2 separate regions of the Ovis aries genome follow, and region 1 is linked to region 2. Evidence: chromatin contacts called from public Hi-C data. All regions are on one chromosome and are shown on one strand. The core of a region is the stretch at or near the end of the contact, and the rest is flanking DNA. Distances in the headings are between cores, read along the strand shown. Region 1 has its middle 64 kb from the start of PRIM1. Region 2 holds the start of ZBTB39 (zinc finger and BTB domain containing 39).

Region 1 (5,138 bases), core at 2,558-5,057, 250 kb after region 2:
TTTCACTGTCATCAAGATGCTTTTTAGCTTCTCTTCACTTTTTGCCATAAGGGTGGTGTCATCTGCATATCTGATATTATTGATATTTCTCCCGGCAATCTTGATTCCAGCTTGTGTTTCTTCCAGTCCAGCGTTTCTCATGATGTACTCTGCATATAAGTTATATAAGCAGGGTGACAATATACAGCTTTGATGTACTCCTTTTCCTATTTGGAACCAGTCTGTTATTCCATGTTCAATTCTAACTGTTGCTTCCTGACCTGCATATAGGTTTCTCAAGAGGCAGATCAGGTGGTCTGGGTATGACCTAAATCAAATCCTTTATGATTATACAGTGGAAGTGAGAAATAGATTTAAGGGACTAGATCTGATAGATAGAGTGACTGATGAATTATGGATGGAGGTTCACAACAGGAGACAGGGATCAAGACCATCCTCATGGGAAAAAAATGCAAAAAAGCAAAATGGCTGTCTGAGGAGGCCTTACAAATAGCTGTGAAAAGAAGAGAAGCAAAAAGCAAAGGAGAAAAGGAAAGATATACCCATCTGAATGCAGAGTTCCAAAGAATAGCAATAAGAGATAAGAAAGCCTTCCTCAGCAATCAGTGCAAAGAAATAGAGGCAAACAACAGAAAAGGAAAGACTAGAGATTTCTTCAAGAAAATTAGAGATACCAAGGGAACATTTCATGCAAAGATGGGCTTGATTAAGGACAGAAATGGTATGGACCCAACAGCTCCTGGTTTACCCCTTAATAAATATAGAATTTAAAACTACCTTGGAAGAAAGACCAAATTTTTCTTTAAAAACAATCTGAAGTTGATTAAAATAGTGATGAACACGTTCATCAGTTTTTTGTGTGGAAGCCTGAATTTGGTTCCAATCAAGAAGCTTTGGAAAAGCCCTGGGCTCAAGGCCTCAGACAAGAGCTGTCTGCATTGAAAAATAAACAAATGTAATCTGCATGTGTGCATGCTGACATTTCAGTTGTGTCTGACTCTTTTCCACCGTGTGGACTGTAGCTCACTAGGCTCCTCTGTCCATGGAGTGGGTTGCCATGCCCTCATCCAAAGGATCTTCCCCACCCAGGGATCAAAACCTGCATCTCTCCTGCAATGGCAGGCGGGTTTTTTTTTTTACCACTAGCTCCACCTGGGAAGCCCCAAATAGAACCTAATTAGACTTAAAAAGTTTTGCACAGCAAAGAAAACATCAACAATGAAAAGACAACCTACTGAATGGGAGAAAATATTTCTTGGTTATATGACCAATAAGAGGTTAACATTCAAAATATATAAACAGTTCATACAACTTAACATCAAAAAAAACCCAACCTAATTAATAAATGAGGAAACCTGAACAGACAAAAAGCATACAGATGACCACCAAACACATCAGAAGATGGTTAATCATTAATCATAATCATAATCATCAGAGAAAGACAAATTAAACCGCAAAGAGATATTACCTCACACCCGACAGACTGGCTGTTATCAAAAAAGACAAAAGTAACCAATACTGGCAAGGATATGGAAAAAAGAGAACTCTTGTGCACTGATGATGGAAATACAAATTGGTGTAGCCACTGTGGAAAACAGAACAAACTCGTGGTTGTCACTGGGGAGAGGAGTATATGCCTGCTCAGTCACTCAGTCGTGTCTGACTCTTTGTGACCCTGTGGACTATAGCCTGCCAGGCTCCTCTGTCCATGGAATTCTACAGGCAAGAATACTGGAGAGGGTTGTCATTTCCTCCTCCTCGCGTCAGTGGATCTTCTTGACGCAAGGATAGAACCTGCATCTCCTGCATTGCAGACAGATTCTTTGCCACTGAGCCACAGACTGCGGAAGCCCAGAGGGGAATATTTGTTAATGTTGTTCAGTTGCTAAGCACGTCTGACTCTGCTGCCCCATGAACTGCAGCATGCCAGGCTTCCTTGTTCTTCACTGTCACCTGGAGTTTGCTCAAATTCATGTCCCCTGGGTTGGTGATGCTATCTAACCATCTCATCCTCTGTCACTTCCTTCTCCTCCTACCTTCAATCTTTCCCAACACCAGGGTCTTTTCCAATGAGTCGGCTCTTTGCATCAGGTGGCCAAAGTATTGGAGCTTCAGCATCAGTCCTTTCGATGAATATTTCAGGGTTAATTTCCTTTGGGATTGACTGGTTTGGCCTCCTTGCAGTCCAAGGGACTCTCAAGAGTCTTCTCCAGCGGGAGAAGAAGAGTGTGGGATGGTTTGAGAGAATAGCACTGAAGCATAAGCACTGCATTGCCACATGTGGAACACATAACCAGTGTGAGTTTGCTGTGTGATGCAGGGCACACAAAGCCGGCACTCTGTGGCAACCTGGAGGGATAAGGCGCAGAGGTGGGAGGGAGGTGATGCACGTATCCCTATGACCGTTCATATTGATATATGGCAAAAACCATCACAGTGTTGTAAAGTAATTATCCTCCAGTTAAAATAAAAGACATAAATAAAAATGTTTTTAAAAGTCTCCTCCAGCACCGCAATTCAAAAGCATCAATTTTTGGTGCTCAGCCTTCTTTATGGTCCAACTCTCACATCCATACATGACTACTGGCAAAACCGTCACTTTGACTATAAGGACCTTTGTCAGCAAAGTGACGTCTCTGTTTTTTAATACTCTGTCTAGGTTTGTCATAGCTTTCCTTCCAAGAAGCAAGTGTCTTTCAATCTCATGGCTGCAGTTACCACCCACAGTGATTTTGGAATGCAAGGGAATAAAATCTTTCACTGCTTACACTTTTTCCCCTTCTATTTGCCATGAAATCATGGGACCAGATGCCATAATCTTAGTTTTTCGAATGTTGAGCTTTAAGCCAGCCTTTTCACTCTCATCTTTCACTCTAATCAAGAGGTCCTTTAGTTCTTTAGAAAGGAATATAGCCAATATTTTATAATAACTATAAATGGACTAAAACCTTTAAAAATTGTGAATTTAAAAAATTTTGCTATTCTGTAACTTATATCAACTATATTATACATCAACTATATCTCAATTAAAAAAATAAATTTATAAAAAATAAACTGTCTGCATTTTAAGGACAAAAGTAAGGTGGTCACCAGGCCTAGACTAGAACTATGAGGTAATGGCACCCCACTCCAGTACTCTTGCCTGGAAAATCCCATAGTCGGAGGAGCCTGGTGGGCTGCAGTCCACGCGGTCGCTAAGAGTTGGACACGACTGAAGCTGCTTAGCAGCAGCAAGGGTCATGGAGCACACACAGACACGTGAGCACACACACACAGCTTGAATCAGGAAAGACCCCTTTCCTCCTATAATGTCCCTCCAACACCCTCTACTGGCCTCTACTGGCAATGCATAATTTAAGAAACTGGTTGTTGAACAGTTTTCCAAAGTCACAGAGCAGTTTCTGAAGAATGAATTTGGAGTTCAGAGGCAATAAATTGGTAGCTGGCACAGACAGTGTATTGGTCCAATACCAGTTAGTGAATATTCATTCTTTTCTAAGTTATTTAAGACATTATCCTTACATTTTCATATATTCATGATTTTGTTCAGGGATTCTGTATCCTACAAAGCTATGTGCAAATCTCTGTATTAGTACCACACAATTGTTCTGTTTTTTTCTCTCCTGCTTCCCACTTTGGACAGTATTTTTCTAACAGTTTCAATGCCACCTTCTCCCTGTTGTGTGCCTTTATTACAGATTCCTGGATCACAGAATAAACTTTCCCACAGTCTCAGGTCTTTACTGGCCTATGTGGTCTTTTCTTCTATTTTCCCAGGAAGGACAGGCTTAGGAAACAAGGCCAAACTGGCAAGAACAAGACGGAGCCAGAACATGACATTCTGTACCCCACACTTCTAGCCAGCACTATCTATGACCTTTGGAGAAGTCTTTGTTTGTTTCCAGCTGCTCTGGGTCTTAGTTGCGGCTTGCAAGCTTCTCTACTTGCTGAGCACAGGTCCTAGAGCACTGGCTAACAGTTGTAACACACAGGTATAGTTGCCACAAGGCAGGTGGGATCTTAGTACATTGACCAGGGATCAAACCCAAGTCTCCTGCATTAGAAGGCAGGTTCTTAACCTCTGGACCACCAGGGAAGTCTCAGTGCCACATGGATTTATCACTATAGAAAAATGAGTTTTGACATTTGTTGAGGCAAATTTCCCCTCATTGTTGCTTTTCAATTATTTTTGTGATATTTCCAATCATTTTTTTTCCAGGTGTTCTTTATTATCAACTTGCCAAATCCAGTTGGTTTACATTAAATTCATTTGTTAACATGGATAGATTTACAATATCAGCCTTCCTAAGTACTTAAAAATAAAATTCCTTTTAAAAAAATTAGCCACTGTGGAAAACAGTATGGCTTTAAAAATTAAACAAAATTACCATATGATCCAGTAATTCCACTTCTAGGTATGTAGCCAAAAGAATTGAAATTTAGGGCTCAAACAGCTATTTGTACATTCATGTTCATAGCAACAAAGCAACCTAAATATTTACAGGTGGATGAAAGGATAAATAAATGTGATATATATAACAACTGAATATATTCAAGCTTTAAGAAGGGATGAAACTCTGATATATGCTATAACATGGATAAACCTTAAAGACACTGTGTTTAAGTGAAATAAGCCAGTCACAAAAGGACAAAAATCATGACTCCACTTACATGAGGTACCTAAAATATGCAAATTCATAGGGACAGAAAGTAGAAAAGTGGTTACCAGGGTCTGGAGGAAGGGGAAAGGGGAAGTTCATATTTAATGGGTACAGAGTTTCAGGTGGGAAAAATGAAAAAGTTCTGGTGACAGATGGCGGTAAGGGTTGCACAACAATATGAATGCAAAAGTTATCACCAACCTAGACAGCATACTAAAAAGCAGAGAATTACTTTGCCAACAAACGTCCATCTAGTCAAGGCTATGGTTTTCCAGTAGTCATGTATGGATGTGAGAGTCGGACTATAAACAAAGCTGAGTGCCGAAGAATTGATGCTTTTGAACTGAAGTGTTGGAGAAGACTCTTGAGAGTCCCTTGGACTGCAAGGAGATCCAACCAGTCCATCCTAAAGGAGATCAGTCCTTGGTGTTCATTGGAAGGACTAATGCTGAAGCTGAAACTCCAATACTTTGGCCA
Region 2 (5,113 bases), core at 1,711-4,210:
ACCACCCTTATGGAAAAAGTGAAGAGGAACTAAAAGCCTCTTGATGAAAGTGAAAGAGGAGAGTGAAAAAGTAGGCTTAAAGCTCAATATTCAGAAAACGAAGATCATGGGATCTGGTCCCATCACTTCATGGGAAATAGATGGGAAACAGTGTCAGACTTTATTTTTTTGAGCTCCAAAATCACAGATGGTGATTGCAGCAATGAAATTAAAAGACGCTTACTCCTTGGAAGGAAAGTTATGGCCAACCTAGATGGCATATTCAAAAGCAGAGACATTACTTTGCCAACAAAGGTCTGTCTAGTCAAGGCTATGGTTTTGCCAGTGGCCATGAATGGATGTGAGAGTTGGACTGTGAAGAAAGCTGAGCGCCAAAGAATTGATGCTTTTGAACTGTGGTGTTGGGGAAGACTCTTGAGAGTCCCTTGGACTGCAAAGAGATCCAACCAGTCCATTCTAAAGGAGATTGGTCCTGGGTGTTCTTTGGAAGGAATGATGCTAAAGCTGAAACTCCAGTACTTTGACCACCTCATGCGAAGAGTTGACTCATTGGAAAAGTCTCTGATGCTGGGAGGGATTGGGGGCAGGAGGAGAAGGGGACGACAGAGGATGAGATGGCTGGATGGCATCACCGACTCGATGGACATGAGTTTGAGTAAACTCCAGGAGTTGGTGATGGACAGGGAGGCCTGGCGTGCTGCAATTCATGGGGTCGCGAAGAGTCGGACACGACTGAGCGACTGAACTGAACTGAGGGGCCCATCATCAAAATGCTTCTGCAGAGATTGATATCTCAGTTGTAATCAATGGGGATGATGGAAAAGAGATTGTTCTTTAAGGCTCTATGCAAATTCTTCACCGCATTGCGTCAACTCCCCTGAATTTACATCATCAAATTAGAAAGGACCTACCAGGAGGCTTTCATGATTCAGGATTTGCTTACAAGAACCTCTGCTCCTGGTTAGGAGTGAGTACAGATGAGGCTATATGATCAGGAATCTCTCAACTCTGGAAGATTTTGCTGAATGTACTGCTAGAGCAATACCTGTCCAACAAAAATCCTTCAACTCTCTAGCCAAAGTTGTTTTAGATTTTCTTTTAGCTGAACAAATAGGTATCTATGCTATGGCCACCACCACCTATCATATCTAAATTAACACTTCTGGGGAGGTTGAATTCAGCTACCTAAGATTACTGAATAAGCCACTTCAAAAGGTGATCCCTCTAAAGACCCCTCAAAAGGGTCTTTCTTTGACTGGTTTGATTTGGATTCCTTTGGGTCTTGGGGACCATGGCTCTGAAGTGCACTCCAGACATTGGGAATTGTCCAGCTTGTAATCATCATAGTAGTCCCTCTGGTGTCCTATATTCTCCTAAAAGCTTTAAATGTGTGTCCTCAGCTGCTAACCACCGAGCCAGTGATCCCTCTAAGACTGGAATGCCAAAAACGGAATCAAAAGTATGATTGACAGAAAAAACCTGTGAGCCTAAAGTCACGACCTGTGAATACCATAAAGATTCAGCCAAAAAACCTTCATGACCTGTGATCGTCACAGTAAAAGCTATGGGGAGAACTTCAGAGTGATAGCTGGCAATGGTGCTCATGCCTTAAGTTTTGAACACATCTCTCAGTGAAACTCAGGCAAAGTTTTTGTTTGATGACACATCTTGGGCAGGAACATCTGGGGAGATTTGGAGAGTAACTGCTGCACTAAAGGGTGGAAGCAGAGAAATGGAGCTCTAGAAAGAGTTGAGAAAGTAGCGGAGGAAAAATAATTTCTCCCTCTACCCTTCTAGGTTCTTGGCTGAGTAAATAATAAAAGACAGCGTAACAGGAAAAAAGAAACAGAAGTTTAACAATATGTATACTTCCTATATACACGGGAGATACCCAGGAAAACTAAGACTTTCTTGACATTATCTACCCTTCTCTTCCCGGTTCAGAGACAAATGGACATTTCCCTTGTAAACGGCTCTTACAAAAGGGTAACCTCTGCTCATTTTTCAGAGCTTCTCTGCTGCCTGCTGTTCCTTAAAAATAATCCTTATGCCAAAGAAGCATATGTTGGGGTGTCATGTTCTGCTCCCCTCCAGGAAGGACAGGCTGCCCGAAACAGGCCTGCACTGCCAAGGTGCAGTGGGATACTGTGAAATCCTTCATTTGGCGGCGCAGCTGGAAGGAGGGTCCACAATGAACTTTCAGAGGGTGGTCCACCGGGAGCTCAGCCCTCAAGTACTTGTTCTTCATTCAAACAGGCTTTGTTAAGCACCTTTCCTATGAACCAGAAGCCTGTGTGTTGGGGCGGGGGCGGGAGGGAGCAGCGGAGACACAGCCGTGTGCAGAACAGCCCCTGCCTTCAGGAAGCTCAGTGCCTAGCGGAGGAGACAAATAGTTAAAGTGGCAATCTTACAACTGTTTCTGAAACTACACCAGCAGACGTTCTGAGAGTAAACTTTTGGGACTGTGAGATGTAGAACAGGGGAGGCGATTTAAGCTTAGCCTTGGGATAGCGTTTTTCACTTCTCCAGGTACTAGGGCGAGGAGGGAGTGGTCCAGTACTTACAGGATGAGTGCTCCAAAAAAAGCCAGGCTTGGGTGGTGGTGGCGGTGAGGGCTGGAAACGTCCTGGCAAATGCCCGCGGGGGCCCGGTGGCGGCGGCCCCAGGGCCTCGCGGGGGTTAGAAGTGGGGCAGGGGTCCCCGGGTGGCGCAGTGGCTTCGGCCAGCCTGCTTCGCTCCCGGCCCCACCGTGTGGGGGCGCTGCCTCCTCCCTGGCGGCTGGGGGCGCTGCGGCCGAGCGGCGGGGGGCGCTGCCTCCTCCGGGACGGCGGGGGGCGCTGCGGGCCGGGCGGTGGGGGCGGCCCGGGCCGGCGCGGCGAGCGGCGCGGCGGATGGAGAGTCTGGCCGCGGCCGGCGGCGCCGCCTCCTCGTCGGGCCGGGCACGGCGGGCCGGGGCCTTTGTGTGAGGCGGCGGCGGCGATGGTGCTCGGGCCCCGCGGAGCCGGGTAAGCGCGGCCAGGCCGAGGGCTGCCCTGGCCGAGGCCCGACCCTCGTCCCGGCCTTTCTCTCGCTCTCGCTGGGCTCCCTCCCGCCCGCTGCCCTCGGCCGGATCCATCCTCCCCCGCCGCGCGCCGACCCCCGCCGGCTCCGCCGCCGATCCTTTCGACCCCCGGCCGGCCCCGCGCCCCGCCGCCACCCCCTCGCCCCCGCCCGAGGTCGTCTTGAGGAATTCCCGGCTCTTTGGGGGAAGGGACCGAGGTGCTCGATGCCCCCTAGATGGAGTGCCCCAGCCGGATCCAACGCCCTTCCTCCCGAATTCGACCCTCCAGAAGGGAGACCGTGGCGCCGCGCGGTTGTTGGGGTCCCTTCTCAGAAGTTCCGAATCCGTTCCCTCCCACTGCCGCTCGGGCTTCCCGGTGCCCCGACCTGCTGACCGTTGGTGTGTGGCCATCAGGGCCCCGGAGATCCTTCGCTGGTACCCAACAAAGCTCAGAGGCTTCCTGGGCCCCAGAAAAAGTTGGGAGTTAGTCCAGTGTCGTGAGGTGGAGCAAGGGGGCTGTGTTGTACAGGGCGAGTCGTGAGGCTGAAGGAGAGGGCAACGAGTTTGGCTTTTTTCTGGTCTGCAGGACTTAGAAAGGGGGGGAAATGGTACTGAGCAAGGCTTCAGGAGTTACCTGTGTAATTGGGTAGCTTCTTATCCCAAACCCTATCGCAAGGCATCAGGTAAATCTCTCAGTTCTGGTCAACATAAGCATAGCTCCTGAAAAGGGTGGGGAAAAAAAGACCTGAAGAGTGTTTAGGTAATTCTAAATACCGTAGTTGTGTTCTTTACTTCTCTGGCTTCACCCACAAGCTACAGAGACTGTGATAGAACACTATCTGAATGGCCCTGGGCTAAGACGTAGGTAGCTTAGATAGGGAAAGATGGGAACTCAAGAATAAACAAGTGATTTATTTTAGGGCCTGAAAGAACACAGCAGTAAGAGGAAAGGAAAGGGTAAAGCATCTTTTCCCTAGTAGCTAATGGAGCTTGATAATTGTGTTCACCTATGTGTATGGCATTTGGCCTAGTAAGGGAAGAGAATATACTCAGTGAGATAGGAAAGCTTGTATTCAGGAAGAAATTAGGAAATTAATATGAGAAAAGTTTAAACCAGTTGCTTGGGTAATGAAATATAAGAAGGTATCAAGAGAATACTTTGGCTTTAAAGCACTAGCTTCTGTCCAGTCAGGCCTCCAGCTTCTCTTAGAGAAGAATTTATCAGATTTTTTTCAATATTTTTAGATTTTTTTGTGATCACTCTCTTGGGGGATGTGCAGGGAGAAAGGTTACTGCCCCATCACTTCTGCTGTCATCGTCCCCTCCAGCAGAATGGAGCAAGTGTATGTCCATTCACGCTTGCTCTCTACCTGGGGCTATTGTCCCGCAGAGCTCTTCACCTACAAGGATGTGTTTGGCCATCCACCTTATCCTTTTGCTGTCCGCAGATTAACTGTGCTGATAAGGAGGCAACTTCACAGGAGCTGCTAAGATGGGCATGAGGATCAAACTGCAAAGCACCAACCACCCCAACAACCTGCTGAAAGAACTCAACAAGTGCCGGCTCTCAGAGACCATGTGCGATGTCACCATCGTGGTGGGGAGCCGTTCCTTCCCGGCCCACAAAGCCGTGCTGGCCTGCGCAGCTGGCTACTTCCAGAACCTCTTCCTCAACACTGGGCTTGATGCTGCCAGGACCTATGTGGTGGACTTCATCACCCCTGCCAACTTCGAGAAGATTTTAAGCTTTGTCTACACGTCGGAACTCTTCACGGACCTGATCAACGTCGGGGTCATCTACGAGGTAGCAGAGCGTCTGGGTATGGAGGATCTCCTCCGGGCCTGTCACTCCACCTTTCCTGACCTGGAGAGCACTGCCGTGGCCAAGCCCCTGACCAGCACCAGCGAGAACCACTCTGGTACCCCGAGTTGTAGCTCAGCAGAACCCCCCCATCCCCTTGGAGAACTCCGGGGGGGTGGGGAGCACTTTGGTCCTGATAGAAACTATGCGTTACCTAGTGATGCTGGAGGAAACTATAAAGAGGAGGAGAGAAATGTTACCAGTGACACTAA

Evidence for each region. A called contact is a pair of places that touch in the nucleus more often than the background predicts.
Region 1: a contact with region 2 is called in a Hi-C map of liver, with 7 times the contacts expected there. The contact joins the enhancer-like site here to the promoter of ZBTB39 in region 2. A contact is called at or near these places in 4 of 16 Hi-C or Micro-C datasets (hypothalamus, liver, omental adipose tissue and 1 more).

What each region holds. Positions count from the first base shown.
Region 1 is chr3:162,852,559-162,857,696 of ARS-UI_Ramb_v3.0, forward strand. No RefSeq gene overlaps it. Among named protein-coding and RNA genes, the nearest start is that of PRIM1, 64 kb to the right of the region's middle. Within about 2 kb of position 3,808, at least 5 of the 54 cell types and tissues checked have an H3K27ac peak or open chromatin away from gene starts, as enhancers often do. A contact at or near this core is called in liver and tail adipose tissue, where this site is marked.
Region 2 is chr3:162,604,668-162,609,780 of ARS-UI_Ramb_v3.0, forward strand. ZBTB39 (zinc finger and BTB domain containing 39) reads left to right here and starts at 2,961. Exons shown (of 2, transcript XM_042247050.2): 1 at 2,961-3,475; 2 at 4,489-5,113. The coding sequence starts at 4,533.